2 separate regions of the Gossypium hirsutum genome follow, and region 1 is linked to region 2. Evidence: chromatin contacts called from public Hi-C data. All regions are on one chromosome and are shown on one strand. Each heading gives the region's core, a stretch centred on a gene start, on an enhancer-like site or on the middle of the called end of the contact. The rest is flanking DNA. Distances are from core to core; before and after follow the strand shown. Region 1 holds the start of LOC107948056 (ribulose bisphosphate carboxylase/oxygenase activase 2, chloroplastic). Region 2 holds the start of LOC107948884 (L-type lectin-domain containing receptor kinase IV.1).

Evidence for each region. Hi-C and Micro-C count contacts between places; a contact is called where the count stands out from the background.
Region 1: a Hi-C map of leaf shows a contact between it and region 2, with 1.8 times the contacts expected there. The contact joins the promoter of LOC107948056 here to the promoter of LOC107948884 in region 2. A contact is called at or near these places in 2 of 34 Hi-C or Micro-C datasets (both in leaf).

What each region holds. Positions count from the first base shown.
Region 1 is chrA04:73,869,867-73,874,657 of Gossypium_hirsutum_v2.1, reverse strand. LOC107948056 (ribulose bisphosphate carboxylase/oxygenase activase 2, chloroplastic) reads left to right here and starts at 2,096. Exons shown (of 7, transcript XM_041111373.1): 1 at 2,096-2,243; 2 at 2,516-2,814; 3 at 2,916-3,021; 4 at 3,121-3,206; 5 at 3,381-3,853; 6 at 3,939-4,220; 7 at 4,324-4,791. The coding sequence starts at 2,199. The coding sequence ends at 4,436.
Region 2 is chrA04:73,698,302-73,703,155 of Gossypium_hirsutum_v2.1, reverse strand. It overlaps LOC107948884 (L-type lectin-domain containing receptor kinase IV.1), which reads left to right and starts at 3,029. Exons shown (of 1, transcript XM_016883542.2): 1 at 3,029-4,854. The coding sequence starts at 3,283.

The DNA of each region.
Region 1 (4,791 bases), core at 847-3,346, 170 kb before region 2:
AATAAATAGAAAAATTCAAAAAAATAATTAAACTCTTCCATAATGAAAATAGCCGTTAACCCATTTAACTATTAACACTAAGTGATATGATAAATGAAATCATTGAAAAGCTGACACGAGTGGATAAATGTGTTGATGTGATATGTATATTTAAAAAAAATTTTAAAAAATTAAAAAATAAAAATTATTAAAATTTATAAATACACTAAAAATATTAGAAAAATTAAAACCATTTATATGCTTCTCATAAATTGATGAGAACTTTAGATAAAACAAAATAGAATTGTATAGATCTCCTTAGACAAAAATAGAATTGCTGGGAAGCATCTCGAACTGCACTGTTTTTTCAAATCAATAACAAGATAAGAAGGTCAAGAATTAATCAGAGCCAGTTTGGTCACAGCTCGGTTCAATGCAGGCCCAAAACCCCAAACTAAAATAACACGATGTCTTTTCAAGATCGTGACAGCTGCACTTTGAAACCAAAGAACCGACGTCCTCTTGTCATGTATTTGGCCACATTGTTGGTTTCTTTTTCTTACATTGAACGGAGAAGTTTCTGGAGTTGCCAATGCCATCCGGCATTCAATTTAATTTATCTTCAACTGCCAACAACCACACCCCTTTTTCTTGATTAAAGTACAATGCAACCACGGATGATGTTCTCAAGTTTATATTATTACATAGTTAATGAACAAAAAATAAGATATTCCCACTAAGTTTGAGATTTAAATATAAATATTAATTATTATTTTAAATCTACCTTTTAAGAATTTTCATAATATTTCTTTATAAAAAAAATCTAAAAATAAAGATACAGTGGGAGAACAAAACTAAACTTAGTTTCTATGTTTTTAAGTGTATCATACGAATAAAATTTTACTCTTATTTATACGAGGTCTCATATCTCTTTATAGGAACATAATTATCCAAATGAATAGTCATATCTTTAGTATAATCATAATTATTCAATAGATATCTATTTGAATAATTATGATTCTTTTTTTATTAGGTGAATTTCTACCAAATCTTCAATATAATCTAATTGTTTTCATATTGTATGAAAATTGATATTTGTATCGTTATTTTATTCTACTATCATTTTAATAACTTTTGATGAGATTTATTTTCCTGCACTACCAGGAGCTCTCATTCTTAAAGAACTTACTTTTATTCTAATATTTTTGTGAAGATATTGAACCTCCATTAAAGGAGAATGTTGAGATTCAACTGCTCCTTTATTGGTTTATCATCTAGTATTATTTTTTATGGGTATTCATTTTAAGTTGTTTTTGTAATTTTAAATCTTGACAAATTTTTAATCTTTTTTTTAGGCGAAACTAATTAGTTCACCATAGGTAAGGTTTTTCATATGAAATAATATATCTGTAATTTCCTCTAATTTGATTTCTAATCTTTTCTCCTAATGAAGTAGGAAGTCCTGCTAGAAGATTTTCTTTCTAAAACGATTATTAATTATCAAATCTTTGCATAACTCTAATTATAAAGACATTTTTATACCGTTTCTATTGAATAATTATGAATATTTGTTAATAATTAAATAACATAACTTTTAAATTTAAAATACATAATTCAGAATTTTTTTATTAATAATAAAGTTACATTAACTTTTAGTTCATACTTTGAAACACTATATATATTAAAAATGTTTCAACAAACTTACCAATAAAGAAAAATACAAAGTTGTAGGCAATGTTTAATATGGATAGCTCTGACTAACCATTTATTTTATTTTTCTGGAGATTACTCGGTAACAAAAGAAATTAATTATTGTTATCAGCAATAATATCTTGATTTCGATAAAAAAAAAATGGGTAGCTGTTTAATTGACGCAGGCCAAACCATTTGGGTGGGGAACATAAGCTTAAACCCCAAGCTCATAGGCAACACTGTTCCGCGAAGCCTCCATTTTATTTGTATGTAACCAAAACTAGCCCCACATCCAAAACAAACGTCTACCTCACCAAATGCCCCCTCATAAAACTCCAAATTGTAAATGTATGGCCGTTAGCCAATTCGTAAGCTAATCCACAGGTTTTGCCCACTTCCTTCCAATACCTCCTCCCTATAAAGTCCCCCACCACACCTAACTTCATCTTCAAACCACAACACTCCAGCAACTGTTTCGAGTTTTTTCTTTTTTAGACTTTCCCAATTCTGATCTCAGCCGTTGAGACATGGCTACTGCTGTCCCAGCCGTTGGAGCTGTTAACAGAGTGCCGGTATTACTATGTTTTTTCCCGCCTATTTTTTTGATCTTGTCTTAGTCATTACCGTAGCGTCTCTCGACTTTGTAGTCCTTCAACTGTCTCTTCTTCATTGTTTTAATCGTCTTTTAACTCCTAGAGGGAAAAAGAAATGCATTTCTAGTCATTTGTTTCTTGTTTATATACAGTTAAGAAGAAGATCATAATTAAGTAATAAGGATATGCATTCTGTTATTTTATTAGAAGCTTGTGGTGTTGTAGTTAAAAAGAGAGTTTCTTTGTTACAGCTGAAGTCGAATGGCCGTGGTCCAAGTCCAAGCTCAATATTCTTGGGAAAAAGTGTGACGAAGGGTACCTCAAAGGTCAACCAGAACAAGGTTTTTCCCAAGAATTTCAAGGTTGTTAGTGAATATAAGCAGACCTCAAAAGACAGGTGGGTGGAACTCGTCCATGATGAATCTGATGACCAACAGGATATTACCAGAGGAAAGGGAATGGTGGACACTCTCTTCCAGGCTCCTGTGGGAACTGGAACTCACCATGCTATCATGAGCTCCTATGACTACATCAGTCAAGGTCTTCGCACGTAAGTTGCATGCTAAGGGATTTCATGTTAAAAAGTTTATGCAAATTTGAAGAAATCATGGAATTGTAGTGTGGGAATTGACGTCGCTCAACTGTTTGTAGGTTCAACTATGACAATATCATTGATGGGTTCTACATTGCTCCTGCGTTCATGGACAAGGTTGTTGTTCACATCACAAAAAACTTCTTGAATCTGCCAAATATTAAGGTTTGTTCATAAAATGTTTCGAGATATGTTTAATCAGCTAAGTCTATCATTTTGATGAATATCAATAAAGTTGGATACTTTTGTGAATAACTGTGACAGGTTCCTCTTATTTTGGGTATTTGGGGAGGTAAAGGCCAAGGGAAATCATTCCAATGTGAGCTTGTCTTTGCCAAGATGGGAATCAAGTAAGTCTATATCCTTATTGTTCCATCCCTCTCTTTCACATACTTGAGTGATTCAGGAAAATTGTTGACATTTGTTAGCCTATTAGTTTGACACAAATTGCTTGATTTTTTATAACAAGAACCTTCAAATTTTCATTTACATCCTTAATCTTTAAATCTGTTGACAATATCCAGTCCCATTATGATGAGTGCTGGTGAACTGGAAAGTGGGAATGCTGGAGAGCCTGCAAAATTGATTAGGCAAAGGTATCGTGAGGCAGCAGATATCATCAGAAAGGGAAAGATGTGTTGCCTCTTTATCAACGATCTCGATGCAGGTGCGGGAAGGATGGGAGGAACCACCCAATACACGGTCAACAATCAAATGGTGAATGCTACCCTCATGAACATTGCTGATAACCCTACAAATGTTCAGCTCCCTGGTATGTACAACAAGGAAGAGAACCCTCGTGTTCCTATCATAGTTACCGGTAATGACTTCTCCACATTGTATGCTCCTCTTATCCGTGATGGTCGTATGGAGAAATTCTACTGGGCCCCTACTCGGGAAGATAGGATTGGGGTGTGCTCGGGTATTTTCAGAACTGACAATGTTCCTCGGGAAGACATTATCAAGCTTGTTGACACTTTCCTTGGACAATCTATTGGTGATTACCCATCTTTGAATTGAGGATATTTCCTATTGGTTGCTGACGAGAGAACGCTAATTATCTTTAATTACTTTTGTTGCAGATTTCTTTGGTGCTCTCAGGGCAAGAGTATATGACGATGAAGTGAGGAAATGGATTTCAGATGTTGGGCTGCAAAATGTTGGCAAAAGACTTGTGAATTCGAGGGAGGGACCTCCTACTTTCGAGCAGCCCGAAATGACTCTTCAGAAGCTACTTGAGTATGGAAACATGCTTGTCCAAGAACAAGAGAACGTGAAGAGAGTGCAGTTGTCTGATAAGTACTTGAAAGAGGCAGCTCTTGGAGATGCTAATGATGATGCCATCAAGAATGGAAGTTTCTATGGTTAGACCCCTTGATGGTGGCTTTAGGATTATAAATAAATGAAAAACACAATAAAGGATATAGGAAGCTTACATGTAAGCTTTTCATAATTGTTTGGCTGCAGGCAAAGCAGCTCAGCAGGTTAGTCTTCCTGTCCCTGAAGGCTGCACTGACCCATCGGCAGCAAACTTCGATCCAACGGCCCGTAGCGATGATGGGAGCTGTGTTTACAATTAAAAATGTCAATGCCATGAAGGGAAAATAATCTCCAAAATGGGCATATGTTTGATAGAGTAGTACTTCGGTAATTTTATTTTAGCACGTGCTTCTATAATTTAATCCCATAGTTTTCACAACTGAGTCAACATAGTTGTGCATTAGACCCTGTATGTGCTACATGTAAGTTGAGTTATGCCGACATTCCCACTGTAAATCACCTTATCCCCTGTTTATGGATCTAGCCCACCTAATCGTCTCGATGTAGCTTCAAATGGGCCTTCTTAAACTTTATGCACATACTGATTTGTGCAAAAAGTTGTATTGTAGCCTAGTATTTTAATGGCCGACAAGCAACAAGAATTTGCACTAATTT
Region 2 (4,854 bases), core at 1,780-4,279:
TCGTTTTCGATCTTTGGGCCAGGTTAAAAAAATTTTGATAAAAACCACCCAAAACATTTTCCTCCTTTTATGAAAAATTTTGAAGTCTCGATGGTATTAAAAATAAACATGCATGCAAGAATTTTAAAGAAAAGCATGTCAAAAAAAAATTGAGCAAAATACGTCAAACTAGAACTTGGTTTGCTGGGATTTTTTTCAGAAAAGTTTTGGGTATTATAACTTGCTTTTAATATTTTATAATTTAATTTATTAAATCTGTCACAAAATTGCATTAGTATTTATAATTTCAATATCTGTAACGGAGATTTTCGTCACAAAATGTTCTTCATAAATAATTTCAAAACTCTTTTATGGTAATTGTGACCGAATATGATTTTCTCATATTTTTGTCATAGTGATGATTAAGTTCTAAATGTTATTTTTGTCTCTAGGTTGTCACTAATCCATCACTAATAAGCTATAATAGTGATAGAAAATTGTGACAAAAAATTTTCTATCACTGTTAAGATATTTTTGGGTATCCCTTTATCTTTAGATATCTATTGAACAAAGATAATGAAATAGTCACACTTGTATAATCTAATATCTTGTTTCTTGATTTCTTGAGTAGACTACGATAAACAAATGAGTGTGACATCTCATATCAACTCATTTGATATGGCCATGCAATTTTAGTCTCCTTTAATCAAGAGACATGAGATATTGCTCTAATTATATAAGATGGACAAATCCTGTCTTGATCACTCATATCCCACTATACAGATTTTGGCAACATCAGTCTTTATAGTACAACCATTTACGGAAAATGTTTGACTGTGTCAAAATATATGACTCACGATGTTGGAACAATGATGATCTCAAGTCTAAAGATCATACATACAATTATTACTATGAGAAATATTGTGACTATTACATGATAATCCAAGAAGCATTCTCATAGTGGATTAGTCCAATATATCGTTCTTTAACTATACTTATATGTTGACTTGATATCACATATTAGTTTCAATGCATTATTGTTATCCAAATTTATAACAATACTTGACTAAGGACATTTAAGAATGATCATTCTTAGGACTTTATCAATATGTAATTTATTTAATACAAAAATAAAGACCAAAAATAATAATGACAACGTATTTATTAATAAACTAGGTAACCTAGTATTTTATTGTAATCTTCATATAATTAAAGACATACTCCAATAAAAACATACTAAAGTACGTTCTATTCTACGTCATTGTTATTGCAATATCAAAGGTATCAACTAAGTTAAGACTTAATTAACATATAAAATAAGTTTTTTTATAATTTTAATAATTTATAAATTTAAATTTTTTTAACTTACATAAATTATGTAGAAAGAATTGTAAAAGTAAGGTGCATTATATTGTACCTAAGCATAGTGCCAATCTCAACTACCTAATCTGTTCTCCTGTTTTCTTCTTTAGTGGGTGGGCCCATCGACTTTTTTGTTGTATTAATATTGTTATTCAATATCCTAGGACTGGCTGTTGACTAAGAAGAAACGAAAGAAAAGGAAAATGACAAAAGAACGAGAAAAATTGTGTTTTGTTTCATACAGTTTCAAGATAAGTAATAACGTAACATGATTTCAACTCACTAATTAAAAAATCTAACAACAGTTTTAACCACTATTTTATACAAATTAAAATTTTATTTGTATTTTTTTATATTTGTACTATACTAAGATATTTTATCTGTGAATTTGTTGGCTTCAATTTTATATATATATATTCTAATTAATTGTTAGATGCTTATTAAAAGTTTAATTAATTTTTTTAAAATCATAATCACTTTTATTAAATCAAAGATAAATCCGTAAAATTAAAAAATAACTCAGGTTTTTTTTATTAACACCAATTCTGATATAATGCATATTGCATGTGATACTTATTTTTAAAATTTATTAAATATTACATTTTTATAAATTTTTTAACACCTCTCAAAACATCTCTATATTCACCGAACTAATCTAATTTGATTAATCGGTTGATTAATCAATCTAATTCGGTTGAAAGTCAGTTAAAATTTTTTTTGAATTTCGGTTAATGGTTAATTCAATTCGAAATTAGGTAATTAATCAAATTAGCCGAACTTAATAAATAATATTATATATTATATATATTAAGCTATTACTAATTCGGTTAATTCAGTCAAATGAACATTATTAATTTATTTTTCACATATTCTATACTTGTTTTAACAAAAGAAAAAAATATAAATATAAATTTTAGTTTGATTAATTGAATTAAAAAATTTAATTAATTCGATTAAAAAATATTAGTTGTGATTTACTCAAATTTAAAAAAAAAATTATGGGCAATCGGTCCATTTTTCTTACCTTTTTATTTTAAACAAAAAAAAGGTTGAAAATATTTTCTTAATGCAAGATTTGCTGAAATTATTTTTAGCATGTAATCATTTACTCCTTCAAATATTATTTATCATGCACTACCACTTTAATGAAATTAGAGAAAGGATTGTATGAAACAGTGACGCCACGTCATTTGTATCCCTTTCCAATAGTTTTATGTCACATCAGTACTGTTATCCTGAATTTTAGGATTTTATTTTGGAAAAAATTAAATCCAAATTAAAATACTAAAATTCAAGATAAAATCTTGAAATTTAAGATAAGAATACTGATGTGGCATAAAACTATTGGAAAGGGATACAGATGACGTAGCATCACTGTTTCATACAATCCTTTTCCATGAAATTAAACCATTTAAAAAATTCAATAGTAATTTTACATTTAACTATAATTAAGCCAACAAAGGTAAAATTCCTTCTTCTTTTTTTTTTTTAAATAAAAAATAAAAACCTAGCTATTCTATATTAGATTCTGTAAGTTGAATAAAGGATGACAACTATTTAACCTTCCTATGGTTTTAGGGCCTCAATTCTTATCAAAATTGTTAGATTCTGTTAAAGTGGTAGCATAAATAAATTTTCGAATAATCTTAATCATTTTAAATTTATTATTGACTCATGTAACAACCAATAATATCAACCTTCAAATAATATTATAAAAGATGATCAAATTATTCCAAAATAAAATACAACATTAAATCTCAATTTTCAGCAGGGATTTTAACCATAATTAATCTGTCATAAAAATCAAATCTATTTCATGGTAGAGATTCTATGGACTTTCATACTGATCTCAAGCACCATAACGTGATCCATAAATAAATAAAGGTCAAAGATTAGAGAACCAAAGACAGAACCGAAAGAGAAGCAAAGTAAACCGCGACTATGGCAATGTGTTTCACTTTCAGATTAGCAATTCTGCTAACTCTTCTGGTAAGCTTAGCAGCCAGAGATGATTTTGGTTTCATCTACAACGGATTCCGGTCGGCTAATCTAAGCCTTGATGGCATCGCAGTGCTCACTTCCAATGGACTCCTAAAACTCACCAATGAAGCCGAAAGACAACAAGGACATGCTTTCTATCCTCACCTTGTAAACTTCAACAACTCTACCAGCCGTTCAGTTTCTTCCTTCTCTACCATCTTTGTCTTCGCTATTATCCCTCAATACCCAACTGTCAGCGCACACGGAATGGCTTTCGTGGTTTCACCAACCAGGGGCCTCCCCGGAGCTGATCCAGGCCAATATCTCGGACTCTTCAACAAGTCCAACAACGGCGACGGTAGAAACCACGTTGTTGCTGTAGAATTCGATACGCTACTAAGTCCCCAGTTTGATGACATCAATGACAATCACGTTGGGATTGATATAAACGGGTTAAAGTCTAATTTATCTATTCCAGCAGGATATCACGAGGATGGAAGCCGTCAGTTTAGAAACCTTAGCCTGATTGGGCAAAGGATACAAGTTTGGGTTGAATATCATGGTCTAGAGAAGCGAATGGATGTTACTTTAGCTCCATTTAGACTTTCTAAACCCAAGACTCCACTTTTATCTTTGCCTCTTGATCTTTCTTCAATAGTTAACAATGGGATGTATGTTGGTTTTTCATCCTCAACTGGCTCTGTTCTCACATCTCATTATGTCTTGGGTTGGAGCTTTAAGATGAATGGTCAGGCGCGAGAGCTTACCCTGTCTCAGCTTCCAAAGCTTCCTCCTGTAGGACCGAAGAAAATATCAAGGCTTTTGACAATCGGGTTGCCTTTGATTTCAGTGAGTGTGATTTTGGCAGCAGTTTCAGGTGTAGTTTATTTCATGAGGAGGAAGAGGAAATTTGCTGAAGTTGTTGAAGATTGGGAGCTTGAGTATGGGCCTCATAGATTCAAGTTTAAAGATCTGTATGTTGCTACAAAAGGATTCAAAGACAAGGAGCTATTGGGTTCTGGTGGCTTTGGAAAAGTCTATAGAGGAGTTCTTCCAACCAGTAAACTTGAGGTTGCCGTGAAAAGAGTTTCACATGAATCGAGACAAGGGATGAAGGAATTCATAGCAGAAATTGTGAGTATCGGTCGTCTCCGTCACCGGAATTTGGTTCAACTCTTGGGATATTGCCGGCGTAAGGATGAGCTACTTTTGGTCTATGACTACATGCCAAATGGAAGTCTCGATAAGTACTTGTATGGCCAGCCAAAGCTCACCCTTAATTGGAGACAAAGATTCAGAGTCATCAAAGGCGTAGCATCAGGATTGTTTTATTTACATGAAGAATGGGAGCAAGTTGTGATTCACAGGGATGTTAAGGCTAGCAATGTTTTGCTTGATGGTGAACTAAATGGAAGACTGGGAGATTTTGGGCTTGCTAGATTATATGATCATGGAACTGAACCACAAACAACTCACATTATGGGCACACTTGGTTATTTGGCTCCTGAGCATACTCGAACCGGGAGAGCTACA